Regions from separate parts of the Mus musculus genome. Here all the other regions are linked to region 3. The links are chromatin contacts, called in public Hi-C maps. All regions are on one chromosome and are shown on one strand. Each heading gives the region's core, a stretch centred on a gene start, on an enhancer-like site or on the middle of the called end of the contact. The rest is flanking DNA. Distances are from core to core; before and after follow the strand shown.

The links. Hi-C and Micro-C count contacts between places; a contact is called where the count stands out from the background.
Region 1: a contact with region 3 is called in a Hi-C map of uterus, with 2.3 times the contacts expected there. The contact joins two enhancer-like sites. A contact is called at or near these places in 4 of 39 promoter capture datasets (cranial neural crest, embryonic stem cells and liver), 2 of 484 Hi-C or Micro-C datasets (liver and uterus), 4 of 115 datasets of contacts at active chromatin or transcription factors (astrocytes, double positive thymocytes and embryonic stem cells) and 1 of 9 other capture datasets (embryonic stem cells).
Region 2: a contact with region 3 is called in a Hi-C map of uterus, with 2.8 times the contacts expected there. The contact joins two enhancer-like sites. A contact is called at or near these places in 2 of 15 datasets of contacts at CTCF or cohesin (the NIH/3T3 cell line and pro-B cells), 25 of 484 Hi-C or Micro-C datasets (CD4 T cells, the G1E-ER4 cell line, the HL-1 cell line and 9 more), 8 of 115 datasets of contacts at active chromatin or transcription factors (T-cell acute lymphoblastic leukemia, embryonic midbrain, embryonic stem cells and 1 more) and 1 of 9 other capture datasets (embryonic stem cells).

Annotation. Positions count from the first base shown.
Region 1 is chr6:94,834,515-94,837,214 of GRCm38.p6, reverse strand. No RefSeq gene overlaps it. Among named protein-coding and RNA genes, the nearest start is that of 4930511E03Rik, 110 kb to the left of the region's middle. Within about 2 kb of position 1,329, at least 10 of the 459 cell types and tissues checked have an H3K27ac peak or open chromatin away from gene starts, as enhancers often do. A contact at or near this core is called in uterus, where this site is marked.
Region 2 is chr6:94,805,731-94,808,430 of GRCm38.p6, reverse strand. No RefSeq gene overlaps it. Among named protein-coding and RNA genes, the nearest start is that of Lrig1, 110 kb to the right of the region's middle. Within about 2 kb of position 1,435, at least 51 of the 459 cell types and tissues checked have an H3K27ac peak or open chromatin away from gene starts, as enhancers often do. A contact at or near this core is called in fibro-adipogenic progenitors, muscle stem cells and uterus, where this site is marked.
Region 3 is chr6:94,619,536-94,622,235 of GRCm38.p6, reverse strand. Lrig1 (leucine-rich repeats and immunoglobulin-like domains 1) reads left to right here. Exons shown (of 19, transcript NM_008377.2): 9 at 1,903-1,983. Among named protein-coding and RNA genes, the nearest start is that of Mir7041, 14 kb to the right of the region's middle. Within about 2 kb of position 1,350, at least 40 of the 459 cell types and tissues checked have an H3K27ac peak or open chromatin away from gene starts, as enhancers often do. A contact at or near this core is called in fibro-adipogenic progenitors, muscle stem cells and uterus, where this site is marked.

The DNA of each region.
Region 1 (2,700 bases), core at 80-2,579, 220 kb before region 3:
CTCTTGAGCTGCCATTCTCCCATGATGCCAAGGGACTTTGAATTCCACGATTTTGCAAGGATTTTTAGTATCACAGAAATATGGCAGCCTTTCCCACATAGCATTTGCATTTTACCACTACCCAACAATGTCCGTCCTCCACAAGGATAAATGTTGGAATTGTGAAGATCTTGAAGTTAGCTATTGAGGGTTCACTGTTTTGGTTCCTTACAAAGGGGACTATTTGCCTTCATCACTGTAGTATCTAACCCCCAACACCTAATAGCCATTTAATACACGTCAATTGAATGAGTAAAATATGGATACCTCTGACCCCTTCGCTCAACCTCTACATGTTTTTTTAAAGTCTTATCTTCAGAAAGTGCTTGTGACTTTTCATCAGCACCAATGAAATCTATAGCAAAAATAACCCTTGAGGGTCTAGAAAGGTGGTTCCCTGGGTCAAGTGCTGGCCACACAAGCTAAGTTCAAATACCCAGAACCCCCACAAAGCCAAGCATGGTAGCATGCACGTCTGTAATCCCAGCATTCCTACAAAGAGATGGGAGGTAGAGACAAGAGGATCCTGGGAAATGCACTGGCCAGATAGCCTAGCACACACAGTGAAAAACCATCAGAGACTCCATCTCAAACAAGGTAGAAAGTTAAAACTCTCTGTAGATTGTATACACAAATATAAACACGATCACTGCACACACATACATACACACTCACACTCACGCTCATGTGCTTGCGTGAAAACCATTGACATCCTATGTGGTAAAGCAGTTTCCATATTCTGGTCTTTATTTCCCTTTCTAACCCCCACACTCCCCACACTCCCTACACCCCCACCCCTGCTCCCCAATTCCCAATCCTGCTTTTAGGAAAGGAGGAAAACTGAAAACAAGAAAAAGAAAATGAAGATAAAGTGACTTGCAGTGAATGCCTCAGACTCCAAAGCCACCAAACTTTTCCCCTCTGACTGCTATAGCCTAGCCCTTTTTTATTTTTATTTTTTTAAATCAAGGGGGAAACTAAGAAAGGAATCGCCCTTTCATCTGTTTTCAGAAGTCATGAGGTTACGTCACTGGAAGGAGAAAAATGTTCAGACACTCTGGGAGTCAGGCACAAAGAAAAGCTTCCTCCGAGTTAGGATGCACCTGCTTACTGAGCAGGTTCTAGCTCCTGCATCTGGGGCTGAGGGGTTTAGCCAGCCAGGGAATGCAGCTGTTTACTTTAGAAAAAATGTTTACACTGTAAATACCCCATGGTATTATGCCTGGTGTACAAAAATTCCAGTTCCAGAGAAAATACATAAATCTGACCTTGATGGGGCTAGCCCAGCCAGCCCCATGCTTAGCAAATGCTCAGCGTTTTTCTCTGTGGAAGCAGATGGCTTTGCCCTGTGGACTTTGGAATCCTCTCTCTCTTTTTTCTTTCTTTCTTTTTTTTCAGAAGTCCTTCATTTCTCAGAATAATTGAGAGCAAGCCAGTTCTTCCAGGTGCCTTGAGAACAATGAAAAACTATTAGTCACCTGGGAAATTTCCTCTTTATTTTTAAATGAGACTCCATGGAATGAACTGCTTCAAGCAGCTTTTGCACTATCGGTGAATAAGGTGATTTTATGGTCATACTTAATGAACCAGATTCGGTGGATATGGTTATCTTGTTTCACGGAACAGGGGTGTGTTTGATACCTTTCTTTTTCTTTCTTTGAGCAACTTAAGGGAAAAGAGGTGTATTTCTTTTCAAGGTTGAAAGAATACAGTTCATCATGGCTTGGCCCTTGCTGTCCATAGGTAGCTACAAACACTGCAGCGGGATACAGGAAGTACATGCAGTGAGACCCAACCAGAGATGGGCTATCACCTTAAAGCCTGTCCCTATTTGTGTGTGTCTAGCAGTTATGCCACAAGTACCAAAAGTTTCATCACATACCAAATAGCCTCCTCAGTTAGGGACCTCCTAGTCACATACCACATAAGCCTGGAAGGGACATTTGAGATCCAACCAGGAGAGGCCTTCAGCAACCAGAAGCGGGAGTTCTAAACAAATAAAACAACAATCAGTGAAGTTGCAGGATCAGAATGAAAACCTCTGTAACAAGGATTGTGGGTTGAGTCCCGCCCCATACCCCAGTTATTGTCACCCACCTGATCACGATCTCAGCTGGAAAGTGAATTAAAGTAGGGTCTCTTTGTTCCAATAAAACTCCAAATCAAAATTCAAACTGAAAGTCAGTCAACCCTAAACCAAAAGACCCAACTAATTACTCAAACCTTTGCTGTTCTGACAGTTTCCTTCTTTACAACTCCTTCCCTTTGTTACTTTAATTTCTTCCCCCTCAAAAAAAAAAGAATAGTTGTAATTTATGGCTAGGAGGAGTAACTGATTGCTGCTGGCAAGTTAACTGAAGGGGCCAATTGTTCCATAAGGCAAGACTCAGAAGGCTTGGAGCCATTCACCCGAAAAGACTGATGTGTGAAAGGGCAAAGCATGGTCCCTCCATTGTGTGACCCAGAGTTTTCCTGTTTGCTTCCAAATTCCTTAAGGTAACCTGGTGTGCTATAGGCCAAGCCCTGGGGACAGTGCAGAAAGCCAGAGGTGTGTGCTCCACACTCCCATCAGGGTCAGCTTCCTGGCCACAAAGGCTGCCTGTTCACATTTGTTGGCATGATCAAGACCTTTTACATGATTGTCAAGACATGCAACAAACC
Region 2 (2,700 bases), core at 186-2,685, 190 kb before region 3:
GACAGGAAAAGCACAAGTTAGAAGCAAGAGAAAGTTGTGGAGTGAGGAGAAGGGACATCACAGCAGAAATGCTGGATGCAGCCTACTGCTCTGCAAACACTATTAGGCAGGGAGGGAAGAGAGACTGGACTGAGGCAAGCCTTCACTGTCAAGTTGCAGAACACAGAGCCAATCTGGTTGGCATCTGGGATCCAATAAAGGCTTTTTGTTCACACAAGAGTGATATGTGCTATTGGCGTTCTGGCAGCTGGTAGGGGGCAGATATGGAAGTGAGCCTCGAATGCCAGATGGAAAAGGTGAGTCGCTCCCTCACGAGGAGATTATTAAATAAAGAGGGGATAGGGCTCTGTTTGGAGAGTGCTTGTCTAGCACGCACAAGGCCCAGGGTTTGATTCCTAGCATTGTGTAAACTGGATGTAGTGGTATATGCCTTGTAATCTTGGCATTTGGGAAATGGAGGCCAGAAGATCCGAAGTTCAAAGTCAGCCTCAGCTATACAGTGAGTTGAGGCCAGCCCGGGCTGTGTGAGAGCCTATCTCAGAAAACCAAAATAAATTAATAGAGGAAGAAACCATGCTAAAGGCAGACTAATCTATCAGCAAAATGCCTGAGGGAACTCTAGGTTAGAGACAGAGTTACTACTGCCCCTAATCCTAAGGAGAAATGCAGGTCTGTTATCTATTTGTGAAAAGAAGGAAGGAATCTCTACCAGCTATCTATTGCTCCCTAACAACCTAGTACTCTCAAAACCTTCCAATATCAAAGTTTCTGGGATCATTCAGGCTCCCTGCCTAGCATCCCCACCTAAATTATAATCAAGATGCCGCCAAGACAGAGGCTTCCACAGAAGGTTCCCCTGAGGAAGGGCCCTCTGCTCTCATCCTCGTGGTTGCTGGCAGAGTACCATTATGAAAATGTTGTTACACAGGAGACCCGAGCTCCATGTTCACTGCAAGACAAAGAACAGACACACTCGGTTTTCCTTGACGTTCCTGGGGTTCTTGCCCAAGTGAGTTTGCTTCATGACAAGACCAAGCCAGCAAGACAGAAGTCCAGCCCTCTGTAACTTAATTAAAGAAATGACAACCCGTCAACTTGGCCAGCTCTGATGATTGGAAGCAAGTCATGAGGTCCAACCCACACTGAGGGCTGGGCAGAGGAGGGAACAAAGGCCTGATACAAGGAGTTGTGGTCACTGGGGCCTGTTTAGAAGGTGAGGTTTGCTCCTGTGAGTGTTCCTTACCTGACTGGGAACAAGACAAGGCCTGGAGTGCTTTGTCCCTCACCCCCCGCCCCCATCCAGCCAGGAAATCATCTTGCTCCCCCTTGGCCTGCCGATCAACATCTGGGGCTAGTGATCCCTGCTACAGCATCATCCACTTCTGATAATCAGATGCCTCTTCTGACGTCAGAGCATCTGGGAACAGTTAGAGGCAAGCTGTGCTGGCTGAGTCTTCCTGCCAGCATCGGCTGATTGTGGACAGTGCCGTGCTCGGCCCCTATGGTGTATGATGGCCACGCACTGAAGGACTTGTTAAACACACAGATCAAGTCTTAACAACAGTCTTCAGTGGACCCTTACTTTCGCAGACAGAGTTGGCTGGCAGGTTTGCTGAAGGATTTACTCTGCTGCGAGCAGGGTTTCCACAAACAGTCATGTCAGAAAGGGGCAGACAACCCAAAGGCAAGGCTGGAGGAACTAACTGAGAGCTCAGAGCCCAGCTGTGTCAACTGCTATTCCAAACCACCCGAGGCAAAGAGAAATGACAACAGCTGTCATTGTGTGTGCAGACCGTGGTCCAGGAGGGGCTGAGCATGTGACCTTGGGGGTCTAGTTTTCACTCCCTGGTAGAACAGAGTTAAGGTTGTCATCCCCAGTTGGCTGAGGAGAAGCTGACTGAGAGATAAAGGGGTGCACGTGGACCTGCACAGACACTGGTCAGCAGCTCTAGGTAGGGACCATCTGCCTCCAAAGCTTACCACTCTGAAACTGGACACCAGCAGTGATTTATCTTCATCGATGGTTACAAACTATAAGAAGGCTTCAGAAGAGACTTGAGGGAAGGGACAAGAAGTTTTCATCACTAAAGGGTCTCTTATCATCTGCATCACACAGATGAAGAGTCTGGGCTCTCAAGAGAACGAGTCTTTGCACAAGACCGCCTTGCAGGGCACTGGGGAACCAAGTCAAAGCCAGGTCGCACTGGCTCCAAACCTCACAGTCTTCCTCATGTCTTTCCCGCTGAGGGAAATCCCAACATATCATCTCTCAGAAGATGAGAGTCATTACTTCCTGATTTCTATAGACTCCATGTGAGTGCTAATTTCAAATCACACGTAGCCACGGGAGGTTGTTCGACCTCTCAGAACAATTACAGCTGGAACGGGGTGGGAGGTGGGGGTGGGGTGGGGGGAGGGCAGGCTCAACCTGTTGCTTCCAGCTTGTTGGATGGCTTATCTCCACACACATTAAAAACATATGGGAGGTCAAAGCTCCATGCGCTAGCCTGGCGGGGGAGCAGGGAACTGGATAAGCAAATATGCATACCTCCCCGATCCCAACTGCTGGACTCTTGTTGCCAACTGACGTAATTTCCTGTGCTTATTCCAAACTAGTCATGAGGGCAGGAAGTATTGTGATGACCAGAACCAGGCCAGTTAGGCTAGCAGCTGCCTGCACATTGCCTTCTTCCTTGATTT
Region 3 (2,700 bases), core at 101-2,600:
GTTGTGACCTCTCATTTATTTCTCTTTTAGAGAGGGTATGGTAGTGGTTTTGTTCATTTGCTTTTAAAGACTGGGTTCTCTGGCTCAGGTTAGCCTCAAGCTCATATATTGAGGCTGGCCTTGAACTTGTGGCCATCCTCTTGCATCAAGGGCTAGGATTACAGGTATGTGAGCCTCCAGGCCTGGATGTACGTTTTGAGAATTTTTTCCTAAGGTTTCTATGGATCAAACCCAAAGCTTTATGTGTAATAGGCAAATTCTCTTCTACTGAGCCACACCCCCAGTCCTGTCTTCCGTTCTTAAATCCTATGTATTGTTTTCTGTAACTCAGTACCATGGCTACTTTTCTGCTCTTTCTTTGAAGCTCTTTAGTGGACCTGGTATCCAAGATAGAAGTGAGGGTCCTGTGTCCTTGTCCTCATTCAGGAGTGGTGTAAGAAAGAGAAAGTGAGAATACCATGTCCTTTGAAGGGTCAGATGGGTGAGGCTGCTAGAAGCTGCTGAGGGTGCTTTTCTGGGACTTTTCATAGAACTTTTTTCACTTGTAAACGCTAGGCTGTCTCCTAGCAGCCTTCAGTCTAAAACCCCCCAGAAGGGCACACAGTCTTCCACAGATAGTGGTAGCAGTTCCACAGCTTTCTTCTGCAGCCTGGTCTGCTGGGGGAGCAAGCCTGTCGTTGTGCCTGGAGGGAGGCCTCTGCACTTGCACCAGGCAGAGTGGGCTTCAGGTTTGAGTCAGGGATGGGGAGCTAGTGCCAAGCAAGCTATCCGAGCCCAGGTCAGTCTGTGAGCCCTTCCGAGGCCCGGACAGAAAGGCCAGAAACATTCAAGCTGAGCAGGCCAGAAAGAGAGGACTAATTTGGCAGGCAAGGCCCAGAGCAGGAAGACAGGCACACAGAACCGCAGTCTCTGCTGTACTCAGTCTAAAGATGACAGGGTGGGACTCGTTGAGAGCAGAGGTCCCTTCCAGCAGCACATTCTCTTTTAGCTTCATGCTGGAAAGTGAAGGTCAGAGCAAGCATTGTGTACTTTCGTCCCAGCTCCACTCCCAGCTGGCAATGACTTTCCAGCGTCTTCCCAGAGCCAAGAGCTGCATCCCTTTCTGTCCTTGGCCATATCTGCAGGGACTCGTGCAGGGGATGTGCAGGGACCAGGGCTCTGTGAAAAATTGGAAAGAGTGAATGTGAGAGTAGGGGTCTGGCTGCCAGGTGCGTGTGGCTGGGCAGCGTGACCTGCCCTTGGAAGCTCAGGGAGGAAGCTGAAGCACTGACCATATCCAGACAGCCTGGGGCCGAGTAGTTGGCCTCCTTTTTCCTGTCCTGGCAAGTGGGTCACAAGATTGACTCAGCACCCAGATGTGTGCTCTGGCTCAGTATCCAGTGCTACATAAGCCTCACGAGGAGCAGGGTGCAGGCCCTAGGCTTCCAGGCCGGCCTGGAGGAACATCAGGGCCCAGCTCCTTCGCCGCCACCTCTTCCTTCCACGTGCCTTCCAGTGTCCTGGTTGAACCCGAGAGAGGACTGTGGCTAAGAGTAGACAGAAATGGTTAGGAATCTTTTGGGTTAGAGGTCTGCTTCAGAGAGGTGTGTGCAAGCCTGGCTTCTTCTTGTGCTGTCTCTACTATTTCCCTCCCTGAGGCCAGCCAGATTGGTTGGTGGGCGGGCTGGCTTTGTTGGAAGCAGCAGAAGCAAGGTCATGCTGATAGTACACAAAAAAGAACAACAGGACGTTCTCAGGGCCATACTTCTCCTGGCAATGCATGCTGCTGGGCCCCCTGGGGTGCACCTGGATGCTTTGCGGCTCCTAGTGAAAGCCTGGGTGTGGGGCTGGTCTCCCTTCATGGTGGAGAACAAAGGCAGAGCTTAAGATAGTGGGTGAACTTGCCTTCTGTTTCCTTCTTAGGGACCTGGACCATAACGAGATCTCGGGTACAATCGAGGATACCAGTGGTGCCTTTACGGGGCTTGACAACCTCAGCAAGCTGTGAGTATTTCAGACTGGGAGTGTGCGGTTCCGCAAGCTCTGGGATGCAGGGGTGCCACTCATGCAGCTCCCCTGAGTCTCCTGTGTCCTGGGACCACAGAGGACAGCAGCAGGCCTTCTGCTGTGTGCAGAGAAGAGGCTGAGGGCTACAGTGAGGAATCCGCAGTGGCTCACAGGCCACTCTCACAGTCTTCATACTGTCAGTGTGTGGTGGTCCTTAGGGCTGCTGGGCTTGGTCCTGTTTACAGCCCATCTGAAAGCACCTATATGTTCTGTCCTCTGCACAGAGGGGTGTTGCTGCCTTCTTTAGTTTCTAGAGATGTGTGAAGTACCTTTCAGTAGTATTGAGGCTCTTGTCAGTCTTTTTGTTGCTAATTATAATCACAAGTAGAAGCAGCCATCACCAAGAGCACTAGTCATAGCTACTTTGAATTCAGTTTGGAGAGTCTTTGTCCTGCCCTCCTAGAATTCGTCCACTGCTGTAGTAGGTACATGTCTGTGTGCAGGCTCCATTATGCAGCCTTTAGAGCTCCAGAGACAAGTGAAGGGAACTAGCCCAGGACCTGGCAGGTGGCAGGTTCGGATTTGTACCCCTGGATATGGTATACTTGTTCTCTTGCCCAAGTTGCAGAATGCTCTGCAGTTCTGCTGCTGGGGGCCTGTCCATGCCAGCTTGTGAGGGAGGGGGCATTTCTGGACCTCACAGAAGAACTTCAA